Regions from separate parts of the Triticum aestivum genome. Here region 2 is linked to region 1. The links are chromatin contacts, called in public Hi-C maps. All regions are on one chromosome and are shown on one strand. The core of a region is the stretch at or near the end of the contact, and the rest is flanking DNA. Distances in the headings are between cores, read along the strand shown. Region 1 has its middle 12 kb from the start of LOC123080743. Region 2 has its middle 39 kb from the start of LOC123075699.

Region 1 (3,692 bases), core at 473-2,972:
AGACCCCCTATCCGAGATCCACCGGTTTTGACACCGACATATAGTGCAATAGAAATATTAGACAGGTGGATAACTAACTACTACTAGTACTCCAGTAGATGAGATGTGTGAACTGTGAAACGTGCACGCAGGCAGGAGGGTAAGTTGCCACACATACCAATCGTGTACGTGACCAGACTCTGGTTACCGGTATGGGTATCTAGGTTACTGAGAACAGTGATCATGCAGAGCTTGTCTAGGCACGAAGGAACTTTCCACGGACGCCGGGAGCGAGCAGGCAGGAAGGATTTCTGCCGATCCCGGGAAGTTGATCTCTGTCGATCGGTGTTACCGACGACGACCGGAAAGGCGCGTGCCGGGGGCAGACAAAAGCTGCTGCGTCCGCCCGCCCCAAAGGAGATCGATGGAGCCACCGAGGCGTGCATGGCCCGTACAGTGTCTGTATGGGAAGCAGGAGACCGCGAGATCGACGCACATGGCCGGAGAGGAGGCGGCGACGTAAGGCGTGGCACCACAACGGCGAAAGGAGAGGGGGGAATAATGAATAATCCTACCCCATGCCGTCTTGTTCCTGCTCTCTCCTCATCATGAGGTGTCACCTGTCTCACCGAGAGACGCTGTATGTTTTTCTTTTAGCAGCGTGTCTGCTCTGTGCAAAGTAGTAGATGAGGATCGGCGAGGCATCATCCTGGTCCTGGTTCATATCATCTCCATCGGCTCATGTGGACTGGAGTGCGGTTTCTTCACTTTCTGAGAGATGCGGCTCACGGTTATCTCTCTCTCTCTCCTCCTGTGCTCTCCTCCTGTGCTCGGCAAAACCACATCAAGCAGCACTAGAGGCAGAACAGACGTGATATGAGGAAAAAAAAGGGGTTTTCTATTTGGCGCTTCAGGCGCTCGTTATAGATCACTTTATAAATGAGCCCCTGTACTCTTTTCAAAATCGATCAACATTTTTTCATATTGATGAACTTTTCTTGAGATATTAACTTTTTTAAAATTGTTGATTTTTTTAAAACAATGAACTTTTTCCAAATCCTTGCACACACACACACCCCCCCCCAAGAAACATGATTTCTTTTCAATTTTGTATATGTTGTTTTCAAACTTGTTGAACTTTTTTCTCAAATTTGTATTTTTTAATATTAATGACATTTTTTTAAAAAATCTATGTTTTTTTTCAAACTCATGAACTTTATAAACTTTTACAAAATCGTGAACATTCTTTAATTCAAGTTTTTTTGATTTTTTTTGCGGATTTCAGATTTTTTTGTGTGTCAAAAGTCAATTGTTCATTGGTCAACGATTGACCGATCAACTGGGACTAGTCAGCAGTGAACCAAGCGACCAATCAACAACGAATGAGCGAAGGAAGTGGCCAACGTGTCGGGCGAGCGAGCGCATGCATTGGGCCGACCCAAGTGTGTTGCTGCATGAGCGCCACTTCCGCGAAAGGGTGGCCGAAGCATCGTATGGGAGCTCCCAGAAAAAAGCTGGAAACCTCCGCAGTAAACGGACATTAGCATCTGAACTAAAGAAGGAAATATGAAAAGTGAATGTGGTAAAGGATACCAAGAGTAAGTTCCCTGTATGATTTTTAGCTTTTTTTCTTTGAACGCATAAGTCTATAAAGAAAATAGGATGGATCTTCCACACATGCTATGACTGAATCTTATCATCACTGACTAGTTGGCGCTCACGCACACCCTAGTGGGCCAAGGCCCACGTGTCTTGTTTGCTCGCTCGGACTAGACAGCTCGCTCATCCCAGCAGGTAGGATACTAGATTTCCCTAAAAACGAGGAAAAATGTCAGATTTTTTATACATTAACTTTTTCGTGTATTCAAAACATTGTAAATGATGTTCGTCAAAATTTTAAATTTTCACAAAATATTGACAAAGTTTGCGAATTGGATAAAATTTCATGAATTTAAAACATATGTTCGCAAAATTTGGAAAATGTCGGCTAATTCAAATAAATTTTGTGAGTGCACAAAATTCTCAGTTTTTAAAAAGAGCTCACTAATTTTAAAAAAAATCACGAGATTGAAAAAGTTTGTGAATTCGAAAATTGTTTGTGGTTTTCAAAATAGTTTGCAAATTTGAATGAATTTCATGAATTTAAAAACTATTTCACAAAATTATAATAAGTTCGTGAAATAGAAAAAGTTGGTTTTATTTTAAAATTATCGAAAAAATTTAGATAGTTTGTGAATTTTGAAAATTGTCATGAAATTGAATATTCTGCAAATTTGAAAATCGATGATGGTTTCCAAAATAGTTAGCGCATTTGAATAGAGTTTCTCAGCCAAAATCTGTTCACAAAATTTCAATTTGGAAAAAATAGTGTATTTGATAAATATTGTTGAAATTTTAAAAAGGCCAGAAATTTGAAAAAAAATCATGGTTTGTAAAATGTTCATGAATTTGAAAAAGCCAATCATGAAATGTACAATGGAAAAAATGTTAAGGAAACAAATAAAAAAATGGCCGAAGAAATAAAAGCAGACACAAACATGCCAAGAAAATAATAAACTGGTTGAGAGCTTATAGAAGTGTTACAAAAATGGTTGGAAGCTTCTAGAAACTATGTGGTCCCTACTTCCTACCCTTAAAAAAACTACCCGGTTTTTCCAATTTCATATCTGAAACTGATAAAACAGGTCAAGGAGCATTATCCGCACAGTTCCTGAGATTATTACAATCCTTTCATGATCAAGGCTACAAGCATTGAACCAGAACACACTAGAACATAACATGACAATGCAAAAACCATACGAAACCGATGCTAGATCAACATCGGAAACTCTATCATATCTTACACAACTCTGAACTTGACAACCATCATCCACCCCTAGTGGCATGCTCACGCCAACAGATCCTCATCATTTGTTGGAACTATTAAGCAATCCGCAAGGCCATCGCCGCCTAAACACTTTTATATGAATACATTAACGGCGACCTGCATCATCAGTAGCCTTGCACCTTAGATTGTGGAGGGGCTATATGTGGATGTCCGCGGGTGCAAAATGCAAACTATGGATGGTTGAGGGGGCAAGCTGGAAGCCTCCGCAGTAAATGGACAAGCAGCACTAGAGGCAGAACAGATGTGATATGACAAAAAAAGGGGTTTCCTATTTGGCACTTCAGGCGCCCGATATAGATCATTTTATAAATGAGCCCCTGTACTCTTTTCAAAATCGATCAACATTTTTTCATATTGATGAAGTTTTTCAAAATTGATGAACTTTTCTTAAAATATTATTTTTTTAAAATTTGTTGATTTTTTTTGAAAATTGATGTTTTTTTCGTCAAATCCTTCAACTTCTTTTTTCCCAAAAAATGATTTTTTTTCAATTTAGTGAACTTTGTTTTCAAAATTGTTCAACTATTTCCTAAATATGCATTTCTCCCAATATGAATGATAAAAAGTCTATGATTTGTTTTCGAATTCATGAATTTTAAAAAAATCCATAAACATAGTTTAATTCACGTTTTTTTTGTTGCAAAGTCAACGCTGGTCAACGATTGACCTATCAACTGGGACTAGTCAGCAACGAACCAAGCGACCAGTCAATAGCTAACGAGCGAACGAAGTGGCCAACATGTCAGGCAAGCGAGCGCGCGCATTGGGCCGGCCCAAGTGTGTTTCTACACGAGCGCCACTTCCGCGAAAGGGCGCCTGAAGCGTC
Region 2 (3,391 bases), core at 561-3,060, 200 kb before region 1:
GGATGATCATGTTGTCGTAGGTCTTGAATTTGAGAACATGGGTGATCCTATCGAAGTTTCTGACTAGAATCCGGTCACATTTGAAGAGTTTGTCCAAATGCATCAAAAAACTCGGCGTCGAGCAACTCACGATCAACTGAATAAAGATTTGTATCTGTGGACGGTCAAAGATGACAACAATGTTGGAGTTTGATATTTGAACTTAATTGGATTAGAACTACAGATGCATTTGAACAATTGAACAGTTCTAGCTATATATGCGGCTACTTAAGCATGCAGACTTAAAAAAGGCTCCTTTTCTGTTTCTTAAATGTTTTCTGTTTTCTTTTTTTGATTTATTTTTTAATTTTGTTTAAAATTCTCTCTCTTATATATATGTGTGTGTGTGTGTGTGTGTGTGTGTGTGTGTGTGTGTGTATTACAAAACACCCTATAAAAACATTTTAAAAATGTTGAACAATTTAAAAATATTAATCAAGCGTTTTTAAAATTTTAAACAAGTATTTGAAAAATGTTGAACTAGTATTTAAAAAATGATAATCAAGGTTCATCAAGCATTCAGAAAATGTTGAATGTGTATAGGAAAATTGTTGATCACGTATTAAAAAATGATGAATTTTTTATTATGTATATAAAAATGTTAACCAAGAATTTGAAAAAAATATGTTGAACAAGTATTTGAAAAACGTTACTCAAGCATTTGGGAAATGTTAAATGTGTATAGAAAAAATATTGACCATGTATTTAAAAAATGGTGAAAACATTTGATCATGTATATAAAAAATGTTAATCAAGCATTTAAGAAAAAAATTGAACAAGTATTTGAATAATATTAATCAAGCATTTGAAAAATGTTAAATCTATATAGAAAAAAGGTTGGCCATATATTAAATTTTTTTAAGAAAACTAAAACCTTTTATCAAGTATTTAAAAAATGTATATAAAAGTGTTGACCATGTATTCGAAAAATGTTAATGTTGTATAAGAAAAAATGTTAATCAAGCATTTGAAAAATGTTTCAAAATGTGTATAGAAACATTGTTGACTATATATTAAAATATAATATGTTTTAAAAATGTTAAACCTGTATTAGAAAAATGTTATGGCCATATGGGGAAAATGTAGAATCAAAACCAAAAGAAACAAAGAAAGCGAAAAAAATAAAACAAAAAACACATAATAAACCAAATTAAGATGAAAAATGGAAAATAAAAATCGAAGAATCAAATGAAAAAAGAATTAAAAAGGGAGAAGAAAAAGGAAACGAACAAAAGAAAACGAATAAAATAAAATAAAAACCAGAGAAAACTGGGAAAAATGATGGGGAAAATCTGCTCCTTTACGTTAAAGGAGGTCGTGCCCTGCATTTAATCACGAACCAGACACAGTGGTTGTGGCTACTGTCGCTAGCTTGCATCTAGGTGACCTAGGTTAGGACCCCGGTTCTGCTCGCTTTTTCTTCATCTTTTCTTTTATTGAGTGGGCCGGCCCAGTTGCTATAGGAGATGAAAAGATCCTTCAGTGAGAGGTGCTACCGTCCGTTCTGCTTAATGCGAGACATAGCTCTTGCGGCTATTTCCAGCCTCAGTCTCTGAAGATGGACCAATGGGCTGCTTTGTTTTAGAGTTTTTACTAATAGGTACCACTCAAAAAAAAAACTACTGGGTAAAAAAAATCACAATTTCGGCAACCCGATTGGATCCGCCACGGTTTCTCCCGTAGTACTAATTTTGACGTTAGGCCATGAATGCCCCACAGGTCGCCCAAGTCCAACAATCAGATCCTACTCGAGATGTCAGCACAAGTCTCCATCTTCTTGTCCCATGTGCATGCGTGCCGTGGTATGGTCTATGGTTCACTCACTTCACTCTACTCCGCCAAGGAATGGAGAAGATCCGAGCTGAGGCCACCCGACTATCTTTCTTGTATCAGCCGGCGACTCCCGTCTCGGTCCCGTAAGTTCCCGCGCACAATGTTCCATTCCACCGCTGTATTGACCAGACTAGTAGATCTTGAGATTTACTAAGTCACCGTAGGCGCCTCGTCGTCGACGGGAATGTCTCCTCCCACTGAAAGTGTATTGCCGGAAATTTTAAAATAAATCCAATAATAATGCACGTACCAAGACTTAAACTCTGGCGGGGTGAAGATATCACTGTCCTTTTAACCATCCATCCATAGGTTGGTTCGCGTTGCCATACAGCAGCTGAATCGTAGTCGTACCAGTAGTTTTTTTGGGATAAACTATGGCAAATCTGAGGAGGTGGTGGTGAACTTGTGTGGCGATCTACCGAGCACATCCCCCGTGGCTGGTTTGCAAGGATGACTTGCTAGAAAGAAAAAAAAAACGTGGTCCTGCCCAGCAGCCCTGCATCGATCTTCAAGATCCTCGTTGAAATATGCATCCACACGCGGCCAAAGTATTATCATGGCACGCAGATCTTCCAGAATTGAAGGACGAGAGCTACCACTCCTACCATGCATTGAATTGATGCATTTCTACCTTACCGGAGAAGAAAAGAACCGACGACGACGGGCACCGTCCAGCTGGTCAAGCGAAGAGAGCAACTCCTCCTCCGTTTCCGTTTCAGAGCAGAGATAAGATGGGTCCGTCGACCCGTCATGATCGCGATTCTTTTCGGCGCATCGATCCATCCATTCATCGGATCGCGATAGCTGCCGGCATGGCGTCCATGGGTCGGCATTGTGTTTCGCGTGCGTGCATGGGCGGTCAGGTCAGGTCACGTCTGCATGTGTGATCTTGTTCGCCGCGGGTTGGTTGGTTTCAATGCGGTCTGCCGTTCGAGGCTGCTTCGTTTGTGTAGATGGGATTCGATGCGTGCGCCCGTATCTTCCATGGCTTGGGTCCGTCAAATCTCAAATCAAATCCGAGATCATATGAGATTCCAAGATAAGTTGAAGAGAATGCACCCAGCAGCAGAGCAGAGAGTGCAGAGTGAGGGAGGATCGTATTAGATCAGGCCAACTCCATCGTGTGACCCTATCCTGTTCGTTTGGGTAAAACGGACACGGCCCAGCGCGCGGGCGCAAACGGACTTTTGTCCGTTTTCTGTCCGCTTTCGACCCATTCTGGGCTCAAGTTTGCGCCGCTTTTGGGGTGAAACGGACAGCACGCGGACGGGCGAGCCGTGTGCGCGTATCCTCCCCTGGCCCGCCCGTTGGTGGCACAGGGACGCCTTTTTCTATCCGCCCTCCTCCGTTCCTCCGGCCGCACCCCCTCCACTCTTCCCCACTCTTCCCCTCGCCGCCGCCACGGCCGCTGCCATTGCAGCTGTGCAGCTCGGACGCGCGCTCGCCCAGCCCCTTCCCCTCGACGGCCCCGAGCTACCCAACCACGACCACCTGGTTTGCGCACCCGGCGGCCGGATTT

Evidence for each region. A called contact is a pair of places that touch in the nucleus more often than the background predicts.
Region 2: a contact with region 1 is called in a Hi-C map of leaf, with 9 times the contacts expected there. The contact joins two enhancer-like sites. A contact is called at or near these places in 4 of 5 Hi-C or Micro-C datasets (leaf and an unstated tissue).

Annotation. Positions count from the first base shown.
Region 1 is chr3D:589,653,666-589,657,357 of IWGSC CS RefSeq v2.1, reverse strand. No RefSeq gene overlaps it. Among protein-coding and RNA genes, the nearest start is that of LOC123080743, 12 kb to the right of the region's middle. Within about 2 kb of position 1,722, at least 6 of the 8 cell types and tissues checked have an H3K27ac peak or open chromatin away from gene starts, as enhancers often do.
Region 2 is chr3D:589,858,595-589,861,985 of IWGSC CS RefSeq v2.1, reverse strand. No RefSeq gene overlaps it. Among protein-coding and RNA genes, the nearest start is that of LOC123075699, 39 kb to the left of the region's middle. Within about 2 kb of position 1,810, at least 1 of the 8 cell types and tissues checked has an H3K27ac peak or open chromatin away from gene starts, as enhancers often do.